Linked DNA regions of Mus musculus: regions 1 and 3 are each linked to region 2. Evidence: chromatin contacts called from public Hi-C and HiChIP or PLAC-seq data. All regions are on one chromosome and are shown on one strand. The core of a region is the stretch at or near the end of the contact, and the rest is flanking DNA. Distances in the headings are between cores, read along the strand shown.

The links. Hi-C and Micro-C count contacts between places; a contact is called where the count stands out from the background. HiChIP or PLAC-seq counts read pairs in DNA pulled down with a chosen protein or histone mark.
Region 1: a contact with region 2 is called in an H3K27ac HiChIP or PLAC-seq map of microglia, with 8 times the contacts expected there. The contact joins the enhancer-like site here to the promoter of Pprc1 in region 2. A contact is called at or near these places in 6 of 115 datasets of contacts at active chromatin or transcription factors (embryonic hindbrain, embryonic stem cells, microglia and 2 more) and 1 of 9 other capture datasets (embryonic stem cells).
Region 3: a contact with region 2 is called in a Hi-C map of B cells, with 12 read pairs. The contact joins the promoter of Borcs7 here to the promoter of Pprc1 in region 2. A contact is called at or near these places in 1 of 39 promoter capture datasets (pre-B cells), 1 of 484 Hi-C or Micro-C datasets (B cells) and 1 of 115 datasets of contacts at active chromatin or transcription factors (pancreatic cancer cells).

What each region holds. Positions count from the first base shown.
Region 1 is chr19:45,306,423-45,310,477 of GRCm38.p6, forward strand. No RefSeq gene overlaps it. Among named protein-coding and RNA genes, the nearest start is that of Gm29595, 5.1 kb to the left of the region's middle. Within about 2 kb of position 1,714, at least 59 of the 459 cell types and tissues checked have an H3K27ac peak or open chromatin away from gene starts, as enhancers often do. A contact at or near this core is called in microglia, where this site is marked.
Region 2 is chr19:46,053,487-46,057,938 of GRCm38.p6, forward strand. It overlaps Pprc1 (peroxisome proliferative activated receptor, gamma, coactivator-related 1), which reads left to right and starts at 3,053. Exons shown (of 14, transcript NM_001081214.1): 1 at 3,053-3,257. The coding sequence starts at 3,105.
Region 3 is chr19:46,688,130-46,692,129 of GRCm38.p6, forward strand. It overlaps Borcs7 (BLOC-1 related complex subunit 7), which reads left to right and starts at 1,777. Exons shown (of 5, transcript NM_025563.3): 1 at 1,777-1,956. The coding sequence starts at 1,819.

The DNA of each region.
Region 1 (4,055 bases), core at 464-2,963, 750 kb before region 2:
AGAAACATACATTCACATTCACAGAAGCTCAGAACCCCTCTCTTCCCTTTCCCTGCTTAAGTGGACGGACGGCGGGAGACTGGGTTCAGAGGATAAGGGACCCATGAAAGCAGCTATGCTGTTTCTCGGGATGAAAGAAAGTTGCCAGGAGCTGGGAGGTTGAAGGTCTGGATAAAGATCCCAGCTTTACAGAGAAATACTCCCAGCCTGGGCATGAGCCTTGTCATCAAGGATGCTGTTAGCTGTTTCACTGTGATTGGCACTGAGCCTCTCTGCTTTTAGGTTCTTTACCTGGAAAAGGAAAATACTACATTCCAGTTCTAATTTCTTCGTAGTCCTGGTTGTCCTGGAACATGCTCTGTAGACCAGGTTTGTCCTTGATCCACCTGCCTCTGCCTCTCAAGTTCTGGAACTAAGGGAGTGTGCCACCACTGTCTGGCCTGTTCTAATTTCTATAGTGTTTGGAGAGCTGGACTTGGGAAGGAGTAAAGCTATTTCAGGGCTGAATATTCAGACTTCTGAGATGGACAAAGACAGTTAATTGTACTGAAAGTGAGTGAAGCCTGAAATCTCTCAAGGGACACTTGGAGTCGAGGAACTGCTGTGACCAGGACAAGTGCAGAGCAGTAAATCAGCCCAGCTGTGGGACTGAAGAAAGGCAGGCTAGAATCACCAAGCAGTGCCACCTAAATTGTCTCTGCCCTGGGATCCAGCGCCAAAGCCCAGGAGTGATGGGAAGAAACTCCAATTAACAAGGCAGCTGTCAGTCAATCTCAATGGCAGGAAATCTGTGTGCTATTATGATCTGTACTTGGGCAAGGAATATTGGCTAGGAAGTGAGATTCTGTGTTTCCTTTCTCCAGTTTTCTTAGTAAGTTGCCTGCCTGAGAGCATTAACATCCCTTCCGCTGTTAGAGCAGAGGAGGAATCCGGGCACCCCTGGTGGTAGAGCTGTGGTTAGCAGGGGCAACACCTTTTTAGACTTGTTAGAGGAACTGGGTACAGAGTATGAAGCAGGTGGAAGGAGCCAGCATGTGAGTGTTGGGGCGGGGGTAGTGAGAGTAATGGAGACACCCCACCGTCCTCTTGACTTGCCAAGATGAAACCGAACAAGCCAGTAGGGAGACTTGGAGCGGAAAATCGCCTTGGATGATATTCCCCAGAGAGAAAGGACTAGAAGCCCAGAGTCATGGGCAGCCAGAAGCCAGCAGTCAGGGGAAGAGAGGTGAAGAGAGAAGCTATCCCTTTCCACGGATGTGCCTTGGCCCCTGACCAAGCGAAGAGGGGCAGATTTTCTGTCTTGTCCCAAGCCCCTGCATCTGCCACCTTGTTTACTTCATGTCTATTTATAGTCACAGGCTCTAAGCCTGGTATGGGACTCTGCGATTTATATGACTATAAACTTCCAAAGGGCACTGAGAACTGGCAGGGCAAAGATAGGGACAGAGGCAGGCCTCCCACGGTCAACGCATCTACCCTCCCACCTACTCTGACCTTAAATGCTACCAAAGGACAAGAGGTTCTAAGACCAGACTCAGAACACCAAGCCAGGGGCAGGAAGCCACATCACTGGTTTGACCCTTCTTCCCCTGAGTCCTGGATGTGGGGTGAGGTACAGATGTTTTAGTCTGATCTCCTTCACACACTTGGGAGCGTGTAGCGAACTTCTGTGTGGTAGCGTGGTTTCATCAGACAATGACTGAGTCTGAGCGACTCTAGACTTCAGAAGAGGAAGTGGAAGTGAAGACCTGCAGCCCAGGCTCTGCCTGCCCTATCCACTGACCAACAGGAAGAAAGATGAACCATTCTCATGGCCTCCTTCTCAGGGTGCCCTTGGAGGCCTGAGCCAGCCCACCCCTCACTCAGATCAGAGATGGTTAAGGCCTGACTATAGGATTCTGAGAGGAGCTCCTTGCCCTGTCTTTCCCCCCTAGGAGGCCCCCTGTTCAGACTCTCTACTTAATAAGTCTCCCTCTTTATGCTTGCCCACTCTCTTGCTCCTCAAGTGTTTTTAAGACTTTGAACGAGTGTCTAGACTGAGTTCTCCCTGCCCAATCCATACCAACCTCCCACGGTGCACTCCACCTTCCAACCCCCACCCTCCACTAGTCCCTACTCCAGGATCTGTCATATGAGCATTAAGGCTGGGTATATCTAAGTTCTCTGTCTGTCTCGTCTGTGTGTGTGATGTGACAAAAAAAAAAATAAATAAAATGTTATTTCTGGATATGTCTGTGAGGGTGTTCCCAGGAGAATGTTCACTTTTGGTCATTCGGCTTCTAGAAGGAAGATCTGCCATCACTCAGGTGAGGGGCAGCATCCAATCCACTGAACAAAGAGCAGAAGACCAAGCTCTGCTTGTCCTCCTGCCCTAGGAGGTGGCATTGCTGGTTCAGCCTCCCACCAGGACTCCCACCTGTCGTTCTCAGGACTAAGACTATGCTCTACTGTGACAGCTCCTAGCGACAGATCTTGGTACTTCTCAGCTTCCATGATCTGTGAGCCAATCCTTCACAGCAATAAATCAATGCCTCTCTCCTTCCCTTTCTTTCCTTCTGCCCTCTCATCTCAATCATGTCTGCTTCTCTGGCGATCCTTAATCCAGTGTCTGAACTCCAGGAGCTGGGTGGGGCAGGTATGAGGAAGAGAAAGCAAGCTGCATCCGGCTGGAAGGAGGGCAGAACTCCCTTCCTGCCCTCTCCAGGGGGAGGCAGCAGAGGACCATGGGAACTGCCCCATCCAGCTATAAGCACAAGGTTCCTTCAGGTCCTCTATCCACTGTGGAGTCCATATGGAGGCACTCGCCACTCGCGTGGTCTGAAGTTTTCACACTTGCAGCCCATTTCTCTGGTGCAAAGATACCTTGGGAAAGCTAGCCTGTTTTCAACTTAGTCTCCTGCCCCTTCTGTTCATTCTTTTTTTTTTTTTTTTAAAGATTTATTTATTTATTATGTGCAAGTACATTGTAGCAATCTTCAGGCACTCCAGAAGAGGGTGTCAGATCTCATTACAGATGGTTGTGAGCCACCATGTGGTTGCTGGGATTTGAACTCAGGACCTTTGGAAGAGCAGTCAGTGCTCTTAACCACTAAGCCATATCCCCAACCCCTTCCATTCATTCTTGAGCAGTGATTTCTTACATAAATAAGCAAACCAAGCCAAAACACTTTTTTTTTTTTTTTTTTTTTTTTTTTTTTTTTTTTTTGGAGACAGGGTCTCTCTGTATAGCTCTGGCTGTCCTGGAACTCACTTTGTAGACTAGGCTGGCCTCGAACTCAGAAATCCGCCTGCCTCTGCCCAGTGCTGGGATTAAAGGCATGCGCCACCACGCAAAACACACTTTTGTCTGCAGCTCCTGCCGCTCTTTATACCTCTCAGCTCTCATCACTGTGGGCCGAATGTGACATCAGCCTGCATAGAGCCAGTCTGGCTGGTTTAGTTTCTCTGTGTTCCCTGGGTCATCACTACGATGACTACTTTTAGGTAGAACATACCCAATCTTCCCTGGTGTCTCTTCTTCTCCACTCCTATCCAAACACTTGGCAGACTCACTTTCTTGGGTACAGGGACTGGGTCTGGCCCTGGAGATGACGAGGAAGACAGTCCTGTGTCAGCCAGCATTGGGCAGTGATGATTTGGAGGATCTAAATGCCTCAGCCTAGAAATCACACCCTCCCCCGGGCATGGGACTCTGGTCCCTCAGTCTGATAGGAAATTGGCCTTGGGAAGATCAAAGACAGGTGGAGGAGGAAGGTTAGGAGAGAAGAGGACAAGGGCATTTCAGCTGTTGACATAGTTTAGGAGCTAAAAGGCTTGGAAGTTAGACCTTGGGGCAGAGATCATCTCCGGTTCAAGGCTGGAGTGGGGTTGGGACAGGTGGCCTTGCTTGGAGGCCAAGAGGGACATAAGAATGATCAAGTTTTAGAGAGCCAAGGAGGAACTTTGAACTCTGAACTGGGCAGAGTGGCCAGGACTGGGGGTCTGACCTTGGCTTAGTAGAGTTGAAACCTCAGCAGACCAGAATCCTGTGCCAGCCAGTGACCAGCATGACCACA
Region 2 (4,452 bases), core at 1,803-4,302:
CAAACAAACCAGCAGCCAGGCATGGGGGCAAAGACAGGAGGATCAAGAGTCCAAAGCCAACTTAGGCATCTAATGGATGTGTACAATGATGTTTTTAATAACTTAGCATATTAAAGTGAAGATTAAGAAATAATGGAAACATTTAAATAATTATATGTTCCTGTAATGGAACCGGTTTTCTCAGGAAACATTTACCCAGTGACTTCATTAACACATTGCTACATGAAAAAAAGCAAACTATAGGGGACTTTTGGTATAGCATTGGAAATGTAATTGAGGAAAATATGTAATAAAAAAAAAGCAAACTGTGACATCATTACATACAGAATGAATGATGCCATCTTTTAAATTAATCTGGAGTCGACCTGTCTGGCTCGTTCTCTGTAATTCCAGCATTCAGTAGGCTGAGTCAGGACTGTTACACGTCTAAGGCGAGGCTTAGCAGAGACACTATCTCAAAGAACCTCCCTTCCCCCCAATACAGTGGCTAGTATGTGTTGCTATTCTTTTTATTGTTGAGACAGGGTTCACATAGGCTTGGTTAATTTTAGATTTTCTATATGGTGGAGACTTTTCTTGAACTCTTTTTGTTTGTTTGTTTGTTTGTTTGTTTTTGTTTTTCAAGACAGGGCTTCTCTGTGTAGCCCTGGCTGTCCTGGAACTCACTTTGTAGACCAGGCTGGCCTCAAACTCAGAAATCTGCCTGCCTCTGCCTCCGGAGGGCTGGGATTAAAGGTGTGAGCCACCACTGCCCGGCTGGTCTTGAACTCTTACATTTTTTTTCTTTCTTTCACGTTATTTATTGCTTTTGTGTGCATGATTTGTTTGTGAGTGTGTGTCTGTGAGTGTGAGAGAGAGAGACAGAGAGAGACAGACAGAGAGACAGAGAGAGAGAGAGAGAGAGAACAGTCAATTTGAAGAAGTCAGTTCTTTTCTTTCTTTTTACCTTGTAGGTTGCAGAGAAAGAATTCAGGCCCTTGGGTTCTTCTATGGGTTAAGCTATCTGATGGGCTCATGGTCTTGAATATACTCACAATCCTCTTGCCACCTCCACCCCCATGCAGTGTTCCAGTCATGTGCCACCAGACCTAGCTTGCTATGTATTTTGATATGTGTGTGCTTTTTATTTGTTTGGAGGCCAGAAGTAGATGTTGAATCTCTTTTAGTAGTTCTACCTTACTATTTTTTTTGTAGGTATAAATGTTTTACCTTTATGAAGTGCTTGTGAAGGACTGAAGAGGGTGGCAGATGCCCTGAAACTGGAGCTAGGGATGGTTGGGTGCAGCTAGTGTTCTCAACTGCTGAGCCATCTCTCCAGCCCCCAGTTTTGGACTATTTCAAATAATTTGGGTTCTTTTTTTTTTTTTTTCCAGGGCTGGAGATATGGCTCAGCAGTTAAGAGCTCTGACTGCTCTTCCAGAGGTTTTGAGTTCAACTCCCAGCAACCACATAGTGGCTCACAACCATCTGTAATGGGATCCAATGCCCTCTTCTGGTGTGTCTGAAGACAGTGGCAGTATATTCACATACATAAAATAAATAAATCTTAAAAAAATTTTTTTTGACCTATAGGTTTATTGACTTTGTGTTTATGGGTTTGCAAGGGTGGGTGCACACGTGTGGATGCCCAAAGGCATCTTTAGAGAGTCAGTTTTCAACCCTTGCACCACATCTTTTTTTTTTTTTATAAGATTTATTATTTATTTGTTATATGTAAGTACACTGTAGCTGTCTTCAGACACCTCGGAAGAGGGCATCAGATATTATAGATGGTTGTGAGCCACCATGTGTTTCCTGGGATTTGAACTCAGGACCTTTGGAAGAGCAGTCAGTGTTCTTAACTGCTGAGCCATCTCTCCAGCCCCGCACCACATCTTCTAATGGACTTTGGGAATGTAATTCAGGCTTGGTGGCAAAGTTCCTTTAGCTGCTGAGCTATCTCATTGGCAATCAAATGTATCAAATATATGTGTATGCCATGCATACGTAAATAACCCTCCCCCCACCCCCAAAGAAAATCTGATCTAAAGATCACCTGGAGCTGGAGTTATTGGTGTTCGTGAGCTACCTGACAAGGGATGCTAGATACTCTGAGAGAACAAGTAATCGCAATTACTGAGCATTCTCTCTAACCCCCTCCAATAATCTAAGGTTTCGTAATAATAAGTGTTGCTTTAAAAAACTGAAAATATGACGAATGAATGAACATTAGAAATAGGAATGAAGTGTAAAAATACAGAAAAGGATCGTGGTTGGCTGGGATAATCAGAAAAGCTTTCCTACATTAAATATGACTTGAAGGCTATTTTGAGGTTAGAAGTTCCATGCAGAGAAACAAAGGGAAGGAGAACACTTTTTGTTTGGTTGTTTGGCTTGGTTTGTTTTTCAAGACAGGGTTTCTCTGTGTAGCTCTGGCTGTCCTGGAACTCTCTCTGCAGACCAGGCTGTCCTGGAACTCAGAGATCTGCCGCCTCTGCCTCCCAAGTGCTGGGATTAAAGGAGTGCGCCGCCACTGTTCGGTGAAGAACACTTGAAGGATGGCAAGGAATTCTGGAGTAAAGAAGTTTGATAGAGAGAAACCAACCTAGTTTTCTGAGTAACTGTAGCGAAAGAATGGAAGATGCGGTATTTTTATAGAAACATTTGCACTAGTGCTGCAGTATGAGATTAGCTGAGGGTTAGTGTCTAGACTGGGAGTATCCACTTGGGGGTGCTGCTTGAAAACAGCGGTCGACTTGAAGTAAGGTGGAAGGAAAGTACAGGAGGAAGAACATCAAACAAAGAGGTCTAACATCTGGGCAATTTAACAAAAAATAAAGTGATATTTTCCTTACTACTGCGTACTCAGCAGCTTGGTCAAAAGTGAGCCCTACAATACGCATACAGCACTACCCGCTAATCTTCCTTCATAGACTACAATTCCCAGAAATCCTCGAGGGAGGTCAGGGCCTTTATCTTTTTCCAGGTTGCAAAGTGGTTCGCTGCATGGTCTTCTGGGATTCGTAGTCTTGCAGTGTCCTTCGGGAGATGTAGTTCCTTTCCCACAATCGGCTGGGCGAGGCGGCGCCGGCGATCAGAGCAGCGCTGGGTGTTCAGGGGCCAAGATGGCGGCGCGCCGGGGACGGAGAGACCGAGTCGCGCCGCCTCCGACTGGGGGCCCGGGTCCTGACCCTGGCGGTGGAGTGCGTGGCGGCAGTTGGGCGAGTCGAAGCCAAGCGCCGTATGGGACCGGGGGCTCCGTGAGCGCCGCGGAGCAGGTGAGAGGGTGGCCGGCGGCCCGCGGCTGGCAGCAAAGCGGCGTGTGCCGGGCGGTGACACGTGGACGCCACAGGAAAGGGAGGAAGCACTTGCGTGCCGATGCTGCGGGAGTTGGGTAGGGCTGAAAAGACCGAAGTTGTCTGCGGAGGGTATGGCAGCAGAGCCAGGGACCCTGCGGCGATTCCTGGGCACGCCAGAGGGACAGTGTCGGGCGTCAGAAAGGTGGCCCTAGATGGGGCGTCAGGGACTCGGGATTGGAGTTGAAGGCTAAGACTTCTTCCTAAGGATGCCGGAGGAGCTTCACCAGCTTGGCGCCGTAGTTCCTTTTTCGGAGCACGTGGGGTGTGGGGGGGACGATTTCCCGGGAGAACTTGTCTGCCTCCCCCTCCCCCTAGGCGGCGCGGGCGCCCACGTGGGTAGGGCTCGCCGGCGGGGGCGGGGGGAGCTCGGGGCGCGGGTCCACGTGGGGGCGGGGAAGGGATGTCCACGTGGCTCCTGTCCCAGGCTGTCGGGCATCTAGTATCCGCGCCGGAGTTGCACTGCCGGGAACTGGGTGTGTCTCAGCCGCTCCCGCCATCTCTAAAGCCTGTGCTGGGACCTCTGGTCTGGAGGGAGGTAGGGACTGCTGGAGGCAACTTTGCTCAGAGCCTTAGGAGTTTTTTCTCTCTCGCCTGCGTCTACAACGCCTTCTGTCGGTAGATGGTGGACTTTCCAGATGTTCTCAAAGTCGGCTTCCTAGAAATGTCAGGGTGTGAGGCGAGGATTAGAGGATTTGAGACTAAAGGGCTGTGGAGAAAGGAGTTCGTGGAGGCTTCTGTCTGACCGTCTTGGAGTGAGTTGTGTGTCATAGACATTGGCGGTTTGGTTGCCTGCAGTCCTTCATATGTGTGGTTCAAGGGTCATGGGAGTGTCAACTAACCTGTGACTAGTTTAATTTTTCCCCTCATTTTGTTTCTAGCATCTTTTTTGGGGAGGAGATAGTTAAGGCGTGCTTGGGTGAATTCTCAGCTACAGCTTCGGGAATTGTGTCTGTGTGAGGCTTTTTGGAGTTTTTCATGGAGATAGGAAAAAGTGAGAGGTGGTTTGAGAACTATTGAATATATGTAGTTGAACATTTAATGGGTCAGGAAAAATGTTTTGTGCTGGGCTTCCGAAAATGCTCAAATCAGGTTTGCAGTGAAGTGAGCAGGAATT
Region 3 (4,000 bases), core at 527-3,026, 630 kb after region 2:
AGTTTGATTCCCAGCACCCAACCCTTTATGAATAGCTTGCAACCACCTGAGCTCCAGGGTATCTGATGCTGCCTTGGGACCTCTGAGGGCACCTGCAGGCATGTGCACAAACCACTCCCCCTCCCCCAACACACACATAAAAATGCACACAAGTAAAAATAAATTGCCAGGTGGTGGTGGCAAATGCCTTTAATCCTAACACTTAAGAGGCAGAGGCAAGAGGATCTCTATGAGTTCAAGGCCAGCCTGGTCTAGAGAGTGAGTTCCAGGATAGCCAGGGCTACATAGAGAGACTCTGTTTTGAACATAAATAAATAAAAGTAAAAAATTGAAGATGGAGACATGACTCAGTGGTTAAGAGCACTGACAGCTCTTCTAGAGGTCCTGGGTTCACTTTCTTGCACCCACACTGGAGAGCTCACATAGGTCTGTAACTTTGATTGCACAGATCAAACACCCTCTTCTGGCCTTCAAAGGCACACGCGTCCACATGGTACACAAACAGATAGGCAGGCACATACTTATAAATAAAATAAAAATAAGAAATAAACTATAAGTAAACAAATGTACAGAAAGCAGAGCTGACCTACAGTAAAATTTTGTTTGAATTTTTTTTCTTTTTCCTCTTTTTTAAAGATTTATTTATTTTATTTAGGTGAGTACACGGTAGCTGCCTTCAGATGCACCAGAAGAGGACATCAGATCCCATTACAGATGGTTGTGAGCCACCATGTGGTTGCTGGGAATTGAACTCAGGACCTCTGGAAGTGCAGTCAGTGAGCCATCCTCCAGCCCAAGAATTTTCTTGGATGAACTTTTTTTTTTTAACCAACCTCTACAGACTCTCAATTTAGGATTTTCAAGTTCCTATTGCTATCCACTTCTTTCAGAGGTCCCAGTGTACATCATTTGACTCCATTGCTTTGGGATTATGGCACCACAGTGCACCATGTGGTGGAGGGTTGTTCACTCCAAGGTCGGGATGGAAAGAGAGACAAAAAGGGACCAGGATCACAATATCCCTTCAAAGGGTATACTCCAGGGACCTAACATCATAGTAGGACTTGCTTCCAAAGTAATTATAAGCAGAGTTTTAATTAAAAGGCTATTCATAAATACAAACTACTAATGATTAAAAAAAAAAAAAAAAGCCAGGTGGTGGTGGCACACATAGATGGATCTCCGTGAGTTTGAGGCCAGCCTAGTCTACAGTCAGGACTACACAGAGAAACCCTGTCTTGAAAACACATACGCACACACACACAGAATTTAATGATGTTGACATTTCTTTACCTTAGTCATTTGAATTTCATTTTCTTTGGCCTGTGCCCTTTGCTAATTTCAATAAAATATGTTAGAATTGAACAGGGTCTCTATTTTATTTTATAGATATTTTATTTTATAGATGTGGTCTCATGTATCACAGGTCGGCCTCCACTTGCTATACAGCCAAGAAAGACCCTGAACTTCTGACAGAGTTGTATTAATGTGCCTAGGTAACGCAGTGCTGGCCCTAAAACAGATAACAGAAGACACAGGGGTTGAGTAATTTGTAGCCACATCACTCCTTGGGATGCTATCCAGATCTTCTGACTCTAAACTAGAGATTCACCTAAATTATATTCTATCCCCTCCAGGGTAGCCTGCCTAAACGGTATCCTCCTTCCATGTCCATCAACTGAACATTTTAAGTAATTTTAGTAAGCAGTTTGAGCTAAGCGCATGCGGTCCTTCCTCTTCGCACGATTGGACGGTTGCGTCTCTTTTGGCCCCAGGGACTCGCCGTCGTCCGGCTGCGGGTGATCGCTAGTTGAGGTGATGGCGACTGGGACGCCGGATTCGCAAGCCCGATTTGGTCAGTCCGTGAAGGGGCTTCTCACGGAGAAGGTGAACACCTGTGGCACCGATGTAATCGCGCTCACCAAGCAGGTGCTGAAAGGCTCGCGGAGCTCCGAGGTGAGCGGGGCGTGGGCTCCCCGGGCCCAGTCCTCCTCCCAGCGCTGGCTCCGGGAGAGGCGGCGCATTGCATCCTGGGGAGTGTAGGCTTTTGGCCCAGGCGCGTGTTGCATTCTGGGTGAGTTTCTTCAGTTTAGGTTGAATGCTTGTAGTTGGAAGAGATGATGGGTGGGAAGGGGAGAAGCACAGGCGGGCAGATGAGCTGCGGCTCCTACACAGTGCCTGTTTGTGTTCATGGGCGTCTGTAGTGAACATCAGTCGCTTTTCGAATCTCGGCTTGGCGATGGCCTCAACTTCCAAGATTTCTTACACCTCTCTCTTTGTGGGTTTATTCTTTATATTTCTGGCCAAGCTCTTCACTGTTTCCTAGACAAGCTTTTTCTTTTGCCCTACCATCTCCTCCCCCTTTCTCCATCCTCCATCCGATTCTATGAATGGAATGATTTGATGACACGTACACGCTGCTTGTTGAGGTCGTTATCTGCCCTAGAGAAACCGTGTGCCCACACAAAGACACGTACATGTTCATACACTTTTCCTCATGAGACAACTCACACGCTCATGGACAGGTAAACGGGCATATGAGATGCAATGACCTCGTCTTTGGTATGTATTTACTAATGGAAAATTAAACGTATGGCGGTGCCTAATGGGCACACCTTAGTCTGAGCTCTCAAGAGACCTGGGATACAGAAGGGACTGCTTAGAAAACTTCCAATTTCACCTTCCTTAGTAACCCCTACCTTAGTAACCCTTCGGCAAGTGGTTACCGTTTCCAACTTAGTTTTCATAGGAACGGCACCTGCTTTCCTATGTAGTTGCAATAATGACACACTATGTTCTCAGGCCTTTGGATCTGTGCATGGATGTTCACAACATCTGACTTATATTACTTTAAACCTGCAGTGTAGCAAGAGCTGGCTTTCACTGACAGTGGCTGCAAAACAAAATAAAAATCCCATTACAAGAAGTGCTCGCCCTTACTGTATAACAGCTGTTGACATTGCTGACCTGATGATCTCTGGTGACATGTTTTGCATGTGGTCCCATCTGACACGTTGCTTTTAGGAATCTGTGTCAGGGGAAAGTTTGAAGAAATTAAAGAATTGTTATATTGCTTTTTTTTTTGCAGATATAAATTATGCAAATCATGGTTTCACCATTTGACACTTTATCATGGTTGCACAGAGTTCCTGGGTCGTTTTTTGTTGGCAGTCAAGTTGACTTTCCTTTCTTTTTTTTTTTTTTTTTTTTTTTGCTATTTCTAGATTCTGTTTCTTTTGTAGAAAGTGTATGTGTATGTAAAATGTTGCATACATCATACAAATGTGCACACACATTCTTCTAGATAAACAAATTGGGGGAAGAAATGCTATAAATAGGCTTAAACTTTTTAAAGGTGGGTTTGGGGCCAGCAAAATAGCTCAGCAAGACAAAGTGTGTGCTACCAAGCTGGACCATCCAAGTTTCTGTCCGAAACTGGGACCCATATGGTGGAAAGAAAAAAAAAACCAAACTTTGAAAAGTTATCATCAAGCTTCCACAAGTGTGGAAGCCATGGTACACACATCCTTTTCTCTCCTCCACAGATTAAGTAAATAAATGCAATTAAACTTTTTTTTTTTAAAGCCAAGTATAGTAGCACATGTCCTTAATCCCCGCAATTGGGAGGAAGAAGCAGGCAGAGCTCTGTGAGTTTGGTCTACAGAGTGAGTTCTAGCTTAGCCAGCCTGGCTGTCCTGAAACTCACTCTGTAGACCAGGCTGGCCTCAAACTCAGAAATCTGCCTGCCTCTGCCTCCCGAGTGCTGGGATTAAAGGTGTGCGCCACCACGCCTGGCAAGAGATGGTATTATATTTAAATCTAGTATATATTGAACATCATAATGAATTTACCTTTGCATGGTACTAGTTGGACACGCTACCAAAAAAATCACTGCCACCATTGGTTGCCCCTGAAGTAGCCCATTCCTTCCCGTTCCTCATCGTTCTATGTGTCTCTCACACAGGCATCTTCTCCTATCGGAGAGTTTGAGTGTGAGCCC